2 separate regions of the Zea mays genome follow, and region 1 is linked to region 2. Evidence: chromatin contacts called from public Hi-C data. All regions are on one chromosome and are shown on one strand. Each heading gives the region's core, a stretch centred on a gene start, on an enhancer-like site or on the middle of the called end of the contact. The rest is flanking DNA. Distances are from core to core; before and after follow the strand shown.

Evidence for each region. A called contact is a pair of places that touch in the nucleus more often than the background predicts.
Region 1: a contact with region 2 is called in a Hi-C map of ear, with 2.7 times the contacts expected there. The contact joins the promoter of LOC100278607 here to the promoter of LOC100281247 in region 2. A contact is called at or near these places in 2 of 25 Hi-C or Micro-C datasets (ear and leaf).

Annotation. Positions count from the first base shown.
Region 1 is chr1:73,355,079-73,359,712 of Zm-B73-REFERENCE-NAM-5.0, forward strand. It overlaps LOC100278607, which reads left to right and starts at 2,957. Exons shown (of 5, transcript NM_001151829.1): 1 at 2,957-3,084; 2 at 3,205-3,335.
Region 2 is chr1:72,835,915-72,840,227 of Zm-B73-REFERENCE-NAM-5.0, forward strand. It overlaps LOC100281247, which reads left to right and starts at 2,596. Exons shown (of 1, transcript NM_001154166.2): 1 at 2,596-3,590. The coding sequence starts at 2,806. The coding sequence ends at 3,474. LOC103636280 reads left to right here. Exons shown (of 10, transcript XM_008658646.2): 7 at 1-241; 8 at 644-756; 9 at 882-912; 10 at 1,069-2,263. The coding sequence ends at 2,078.

The DNA of each region.
Region 1 (4,634 bases), core at 1,707-4,206, 520 kb after region 2:
CACCGACGCTCTTGCGGCCAAGGGCAAGGGTAAGACTAGGAGGAAGTGAGTACTATGTGATGTGGACCTTATGATGAAAACTTTGTGATGTGGAACTTGTGATGTAAACTTTGTTATGTGGACTATGTTATGTGGACCTTATATTAAGGACTATGTTATGTGGACTTTGTGATGTTCTGTGTTATTTGTGATATATTATATGCTGAAAATTTAATATCTTATCATATGTGATTATTTCAACTATGGTTGTTAATAAAAACAAGGGGAACTCTTGCAATTTTTTTGTGAATTGGAAAAAACATGACAATGCAATAGAAACATTACGAATCTGAAACATTATGGTTCTAAAACATTTTGGATATGAAAGTACTACATAACACACTACTAGCTTGTTCAATCAGAATCACAATTTATAAGTAACTCATCTTCCGAATCATCTATCGTGCAATCCTCAACGACAACCTCGTTCCACTTGTTGCATTGTCTCGCATCACACTTTTCCGCATTTCTCTTGTAATAATTGGCTTCTGCTTCATCTGCAGCTTGGGAGAATTGCTGATCCTTAGCCTCAGCCTCATCACACTTCTGCTTGTAATAAGCGGCCTCTATCTCTTCGGCGGCCTAAGACATAAACTCGTCCTCCTCCTCTTGAGCACGTAATCCTGCCTCAGCTAGTGTGATGAGCTCGCTCAACCTTGATGTGTCGTCCTCTTCCCCATGTAATCCTGCCTCAGCGAGAGCGATAAGCTCACTCAACCTTGATGTGTCGTCCTCCTCCTCCTCCATCAGCTCCACCGTCGCCATTTTTTCCTGAACGTATCTTGCACGTGCCTCATCTACGATATAGTTTACGACACATCCAATCTCTGCAAATGTAATGAGACAAATAAGTTTGCAAAGTCAGGATAAATAAATTGTACAAACAAAACTATCATGTCATTTTTCTCACTCACTTTCCTTAAGACGATCAGCGAGATTATCCTACATCTGTTTCTCGGCTCTAGTCGCCTTCGATTCCCTTGCATTCTGTGCTCTCTTCTCATTTGCCACCTTCAATCTTCTCTGCTTTGCACGCATCGGGCTATCAAAACTCGTCGATTTTGTGAACCTACGCATGTCCTGTATGCGATCGTTAATGTACAAATCGACGAGCTGAGATCCACAACGCATGTTTTGTCCCATTAGTCTCTTGGACTTTATTGTACATATCACCTCTCCTTTGTCGTCGTAACTCTTCCAACCGCATTTTCTCGTCTCCTACAAAAAAAGAGTAAGTACAGATGCAACATTGCAGCTGATGCAAACAAAAAATAAATACCAACCTCATTGTAATCTACCATATGTCCACAAAAATAGCTAACACCAAGCTCGGAAGGAACTAATCCATACTTAACTTCAATACCACATTTGCAGAGTACTGGATCAAACTTCAACTCTTCCACCCACTCATTTTTTTTCTTTTCCTTTGCCTCTGGTTCTAGCCAATAGGACATAGGACCATACAACCACTCTATGAAATGACACTTACGCCACTCATATGGCTTCAAGAGAATAATTTAGTAAATTTGTGCACAAAATAACAAAAGTTTAGTCATTTGTTATGAGCTCACATAATCAATGTTCGGACACACAAAGTGCTTCGCAGTGTCCTCATCGATGACAGCACGATCTCCGCAATCGCATCGAGGCGGTGAGTCCATTCGTATTTCTGTTGCTACATCCTTCTCCACATCCATCATTGGTGGAGGATTCAGGGAAGGAGGTACCCAACGCTTAAAACGCTCATGACTAGTACTTCCACACAACCAATTAGCGAAAAGAAGATATCGAGGGTCAAATTTATTAGGACCGTCGATCCACTGGAAAAGAAACACCTCAGGTGCTCCTACAAAATGGAACGAAGCATTATTACACATCTAGTAAACAATATTAACTCACAAGTCATAAGGTACGTACGTTAAAACTGCCACAAAGGTAGAAGCAGCGAGCAGCTGTGTCTGGATGTTTGGATTGACATACCCAAGCCAGTCTGCCACAATCATAGTTAGGCACAAGAAGTTCAGGAGGAACAGGAGCATCCTTACTAGATACATCCGGATATAACTCCCGATGACGATCTCTCTTCTGCCACAACGCCTCCCGGTACATGTCTTTCGTCTAAGAAACGATTATATATTAACACAAGTACATAATACACAGTATAATCAGATTTCACAAACTATCAAATCAAATGTGAATCGAAAAACTATCCTAGGAGCAACAATGAAAACTAATAATCGAAAAATTACAAAACAATATACAAAACGAATCAGTGAGACACCATACCTTGGTCTACAAAGTATTCTAACTCGAATCTTTGGATGGAGCAACTTTAAAGAAGTTTTGAATGGAGGGGAAATGAGCTCCTCTCGGCCAGCAGAACGACCGATTTATAGGCCTCCCTAGCTCAGCGCCAAGATCTGTGGCATCAAGTTAGGAGGCCGTGTCGGCGCCACGCCAGCCCTGGCCGCCGGGAGCCACCACCACCACGTAAGAGCTCGGCGTCCTATGGCACCGAGCGTCGGGTCTAAATAAAGAAATAAGTCATCCAGGGGTCTAAATGTAAATTTTTGTGAAAAAATGGTTAAAAAGACAAAAAAAATCGGCAACCCTACGTCCATGTGTTTCGTGTGTTTTCTCTATCGTGCTTCTGGAAAGGGAGACAGACTTCTACGATTCCTAGCGTCTAATCTGTCAACGGAAGGAAAGTGAGCGGATCTGATGATCCATGTTAGGGCTGATTTGGCAGCCCATTTCCCCGCTGGGAACCCAGCCTTTTCCCTGTGCCAGCAGCCTACGTGACAATATTCCACCGGCAAAAAATTTGCCCTGTTTGGAAGGCGGATCCGTGGGGGCATCAGCCCACCCCGAGCCCAGCTTCCGCGTGGAAAGACGCCCTGCCTCTGGACGTCGGACAACCATCGCTCCGATTGTCTCGTCTATTCCTCATCTCGTGGATGGTGGCGGCGTCCTATCTCTGTTGCTGTTGATGATTTCTTGAACGCACGACGAACGCGAGCTATGTCGAACCCTACCAAATCACAGGTACGTGAACCCTACCGGATCTCCCTCTTCTCCCCTTCCTACACCTCCCCCGCACGCTCCCAAATCCAAGTAGCGGATCCCCTCACGCTCCCAAATCCCCACACGCTCCCAAATCTGCAGATTCCCTCGGTCGGTCCCCAACCATAGCGGCTGTCAAATCCCCAGATCAAATGCTTATTCGGTGGGTGCAGAGATAAAACTGTCGCATGCTTCCTCCCTCGCAGGCCGGGTCCAAGGAAACCTGCTAGCTGGTTAGTATGCCATTACTCTGCTCATCTGTTGTTTTGCTCCAGTGTCATCAGCTTGCCAAAAGAAAAAAAGAAAAATGGATTACTTGCTTCCAGTGCCATGCGGTTTGAGCTCATCAGCAGACTCTCCATCAGATGGTGCAGCAGTTTTTTTTGGTTTCCGCGGTAGAGGATCGCGGAGTTTGACCAACCAGTGGTTAGCACCATGTGCCCGAGATGGCAAACTGATTTTTTTGGATTTCCGCGGTAGAGGATAGTGCAGCAGTTTGTTTTGGATTAATTGGTGCATACAGTTTTTGTTGGGTGGGTCGTGGGAGTATGAGGTGATGGCAGGAGGTCGATCAAAGCAAACGACCACACACGCCTGATTGGCTTATTGCTTATTGCTTTCAATATTACTTGCTTATATCATGGCTAGATGCATGATTAAATTTTTATTTTTTATGTTATATGATAGGTAGCTCAGTTATACAAGTGCATGATTAAATTTTATGTTTCTAGATAATGGGTTCTTGGGAGGAGCATGTTAGGCGGTTTTTGTTGGAGGAGGAAGAAGATGATGACGAACTGTTCTTTGTTATTCTCCCTGCTATAATCCCATACCTCTCAGAGGAGTTCGGTACCATCTTAGTCAGTTTAGGAGACGTCGTTCATCACAAAGTGGTTATGCAAACTACAAAGAGTTGTTCAATCATCGCCATGCAATTCTCCGCAACCATATAGAGAGGGCCATTGGTGTTCTTAAGAAAAGGTTCCCGATTCTAAAAGTAGGGACATTCCATCCCATAGCAAACCAAATCAAGATCGTTGTTGCAGCCATTGCATTTCACAACATAATTAGAGGGCATAATGGTGATGAAGGATGGCTGGACAACCAACCAGATTATATGTCTCCAAGTCAATATGTTGATGTCCCTGAGGTAGACAACATCTATCCTAATGACACAGAGTCAAGTGATGGAAGTACACTAAGAGATCAGATTGCACTGCAGATGTGGGCTGCCTACAATAGTTGATTAGCTTGAGTCCAAATACAATAAGGCATTGTAGATGTGGAGTTTTTGCTATGTCTAGTTTCTCTACCATGTTTTTTACAATGTTTGCAGCTTGATGTAATGATGTAATGCAACTATCTGTCTTATCTACTTATACAACTATGTTGTGTTAGTTATTCCATCACTTTTTTGTGTGATCTAAAATGTCAAATGCAGGTATCTAGTAATACACTTGATGTTTCTTCTCTTTTTTGGCCTTTATTCAACTGTACATAGTGTAATGTTGTATGTTCTTTTTATTTTACTA
Region 2 (4,313 bases), core at 1,346-3,845:
CAGACCAACTTTGAGCCTTCTGGGAGGATAAATTACTCTGTATCAGAGAATTTAGATGGAGCATCACTCAGTGAAGCGCCAATTCCTACAGATGAGCAAGCAATAATAACCACACCACCTACAAAGTTTGTTACAGCTGCTGAGGATGATAGTACTGACGTGAAGGCTTTACAAAGGAAAATGTCTTCTATTGCCAAGAAAAAAACGACTTCTAAGGAAGATTGCAAAGTCAAATTGTGTGGTATGCTTCTGGATGACTTGCTGCTACTTATGCACCTGTGTAGTTGACAGTGCTTGTACTATATTGACTATAGAACATCAACATAATTGGTTATAATTGTGAACAATTTTGAAAGGATGAATCTTGAAATCTAACTATAGGCTGGTGTTAACTTTCAAGTAATAACTAGTTTTGCTGAGGTCAAAGGAAAAAACGTGTAGTTTTTGTTTGAAGGAGAGTGAGACTTGAAACCATTCTTCAACACCACCCACCGCTGCCTCTTGTTATCAACTGCTAGGTTTCTTAGGTGTTCCTATGATATCCTTTTTGCCTACATGATTATGCAAGCTTAATGCTTTTCTAACAGGTTAGATGACTACTAATTCGTCATTTTGAAAATGCTGTGTTCTTTTTTTGTTGAAGGTAATCGGGAGTCTAAAGGAGACACAAAGCCTCGAAAACAAGTAATCAAACCAAGTAAAGATGAGCTGAGGGAAGCTGTCTTTCTTATCTTGGATACTGCGGACTTTGCCACTGTGAGATACACTGTACATCATTTATCCTTAACTTGTCTGTTGGGTTATAAGATACAATAATTGTTTTGTGATATTTCTCCTGTAGTTTACATTTGTCTGTCTTTTTTCCTGTTCGCCTTTTCCAGATGACCTTTGGCGATGTTGTAAAAGAAGTCGGTATGTCTTTGCTTATTTTCTAGAGTCCTTCTATATCTTATCCTTGCAGACATCAAGACATGTTTGGTCGTGTTATGATGTCAAGGCACCTATGAAGCCTGAACGTTCATTTCTTTTTAGCTGGTTGACCTTTCTGACATGCTTTCGTATCTTCAGACAAATACTTTGGCAAGGATCTGTTTGAGAGAAAGCCACTAATAAGGTCGCTTATAGAAGAGGAGCTCTTTAGGCTAGCAGACGAGGCAGAGAAGAAGGAACTGGAAGAGTCGGAAGCAGCAGAGGCGAAGGCTAGAGCCGAGCAAGCTGCCAAGGAGATGGCACAAGTTCAAACAGTTGAATTGGTTATCAACGAGCAAAATGTACTTGAAGATGGTCGAGATAGCAACACCAAAGACAGTCTAAAGAACGCAAATGACAGTGCTAACAAGAAATGTATCGATGGTGGGGCTTCTGTGGAGTATGGTTTCAATGAAAACAGCTGTTACGCTGCTGAAGGTTCAGAAGAGCACAAAGTTGATGATGATAATAAAAACATAACTAAGGATGGCAATGGTGGAAAGGTCGCAGTTGCACCCACTGCAAACACTGATTGTACCTTACAACTACAGGGTTCAAGCAACGTCGAAGCTGAGACGACTATGAAGAGCAATGTTGGAACCCTAGAAGCGTCAAAAGATGGAGAAGTGAGAGATGCCAGAAATGGAGAAAACAATGGCACTGAAGATGGTGGGAATGAAGGAATCAGGAGTGGGAATGTTGGTAGCAATGCAGAAGCTGAAGAGTCTCACGGTCATGGAAATAATGAACGCGCAGAACATACCGAAGATGACAAGGCTCAGGAATGTAGCCACAATGAGAACAGTGCAAGTGTAGGAATCCTTGGCGATGGAGACGGTGAAGCTAGAGAAGGCGATATAAATGCGGAAGCGGAACAAAGTCAAGCAGACGGTGGCGGCAATAGTAAAGCGGAAGATGCTGAGCACAATGAAAACACCAAAACTGACGCCAATTCAAGCAAGAATGGTACTACTGCTGCTGGGAATGGAAAGACCGATGTTGACGTGAAGGGCGCAACAGCGATGGCGCAGCTGAAGGAAGCCCTGTGTGATGAGATGGATGTAGATTGCAAGGGAGGTGGAGTAGGACCCCGGTTATGTAGATCGTAGAAGTTGATTTAGGATCCCCAGTTGAGAGATTATCAGTGACGCTTTAACTCTTGTATTTGTATGATAGCTTATGCGTAGCTTAGATTTGATGTGTATAGCACTGGACTACTGGAGATCTGGAATACGGGAATCCAAACATTACCTTGTGGAAATTGAGCTTTATTGGGGGTTGGTATTGTATGTTTTCCCTGCAAAATCCAGTTTGCATTCATCTGCATCAGAACTGAAGTCAGTACGGTTTTTTTTGTTTCACGTCTTGTGGTGGTTTTTTACGTCTGGACCGAGTGCAGTGTCCTAGGTGGCAAACCGGCCACTTGCGCATCTCACGGACCGGGCTCCGTCCCACGTGTTCCCGGGCCCGCGGCGACGGCCTGGATGGATCCTAGGTGGCGCGCATCCACGGAGGCGGAATCGCCAGGTGGCACACACTTATCAGGAAACGAACGGCGGGAGGCGCACCACGTTCAGAGCTGAATGCGTTCTTATCCGCGCGATCCGACGGACCCCGCCCATCTCCCTCCATTGCTCGCTCGCTCGCTCTTCTCCAGCAGCAGCTCCTTCAAATGCAAATCTCTTTGCTGCCGACGCAGAGACTCGCCAAATTTCCCTCCCTCCTCCTAGCCTTCTCGTCGCTCCTGTTCTTCTCGCATCCCCAGCCCAGGTGGTGTCCCCTGTCGCGTTGATGCATGCTCCCTCGGCGGTGGCCTTGAGCTGAGGCGGCGGAGCGATGCCGGACTCGGACAACGACTCCGGCGGGCCGAGCAACGCCGGGGGCGAGCTGTCGTCGCCGCGGGAGCAGGACCGGTTCCTGCCCATCGCCAACGTGAGCCGGATCATGAAGAAGGCGCTCCCGGCCAACGCCAAGATCAGCAAGGACGCCAAGGAGACGGTGCAGGAGTGCGTGTCCGAGTTCATCTCCTTCATCACCGGCGAGGCCTCCGACAAGTGCCAGCGCGAGAAGCGCAAGACCATCAACGGCGACGACCTGCTGTGGGCCATGACCACGCTCGGCTTCGAGGACTACGTCGAGCCGCTCAAGCACTACCTGCACAAGTTCCGCGAGATCGAGGGCGAGAGGGCCGCCGCGTCCGCCGGCGCCTCGGGCTCGCAGCAGCAGCAGCAGCAGGGCGAGCTGCCCAGAGGCGCCGCCAATGCCGCCGGGTACGCCGGGTACGGCGCGCCTGGCTCCGGCGGCATGATGATGATGATGATGGGGCAGCCCATGTACGGCGGCTCGCAGCCGCAGCAACAGCCGCCGCCGCCTCAGCCGCCACAGCAGCAGCAGCAACATCAACAGCATCACATGGCAATAGGAGGCAGAGGAGGATTCGGCCAACAAGGCGGCGGCGGCGGCTCCTCGTCGTCGTCAGGGCTTGGCCGGCAAGACAGGGCGTGAGTTGCGACGATACGTTCAGAATCAGAATCGCTGATACTCCTACGTAGAATTATACCTCCTACCTAATTGATGACACCGCACCGCACCTCGTTGTGCTGCCTGTCCTTGTACGTTTACTAATTACTGCTGCCTGTATGTAAATCAAAATCTGAGGCTCCCATTTCGAAACGGACGGTGAACTACTCTTCCCGTTTCGTTTCATACGAGAATCGAACTCGTTTTCAATTAAATTATCAATCCATATCTTGAGAGCTCGAGGCAGCCAACACCAGGTGTGTCTCCAGGACAAATACATACTACATGAACTGTGACTCGTCAAACTAGGAGAGGATATTTTCCTTTTGGGCCACTTCCTCGTCACGGACAAGGTCCCTGGAAACACCAAAAGGAAAGGAGTGCCGTGTTTGAGCGTACTCCATCAATCAACAGTGTGTGTGTCTGACGAGAGGCGATTGCTGTGATTAGGAGATCCACACCGCGTTTACCACATGCAGCTACGCACAAGTTGGTCGACAGAGCATTTAGGCCCCTCGCTCTCGCAGGTACTAGCACAGATCAGGCTCCACCTTTGTACTTTGAAAAGGGTGTGCTGTACCTTGTGTCTGCAGTTCTTCACCGGACACAGTGAGCATTTGTTTATTCGTTACAAAAAAGTGTGTATTTCAGTGTTTTAAATATCAGGATAAGATATTTATCTCCACATTTATCAAAATCGCAAATATCAGGATATATCGAGATATAGCGGGATACATCGTGTCAAATAGCATAACTTTTCACTGCTAAAAAACTATATTAGGATAAATTGGCCGTTATATTGGGATAAATCGGCCATTATAACC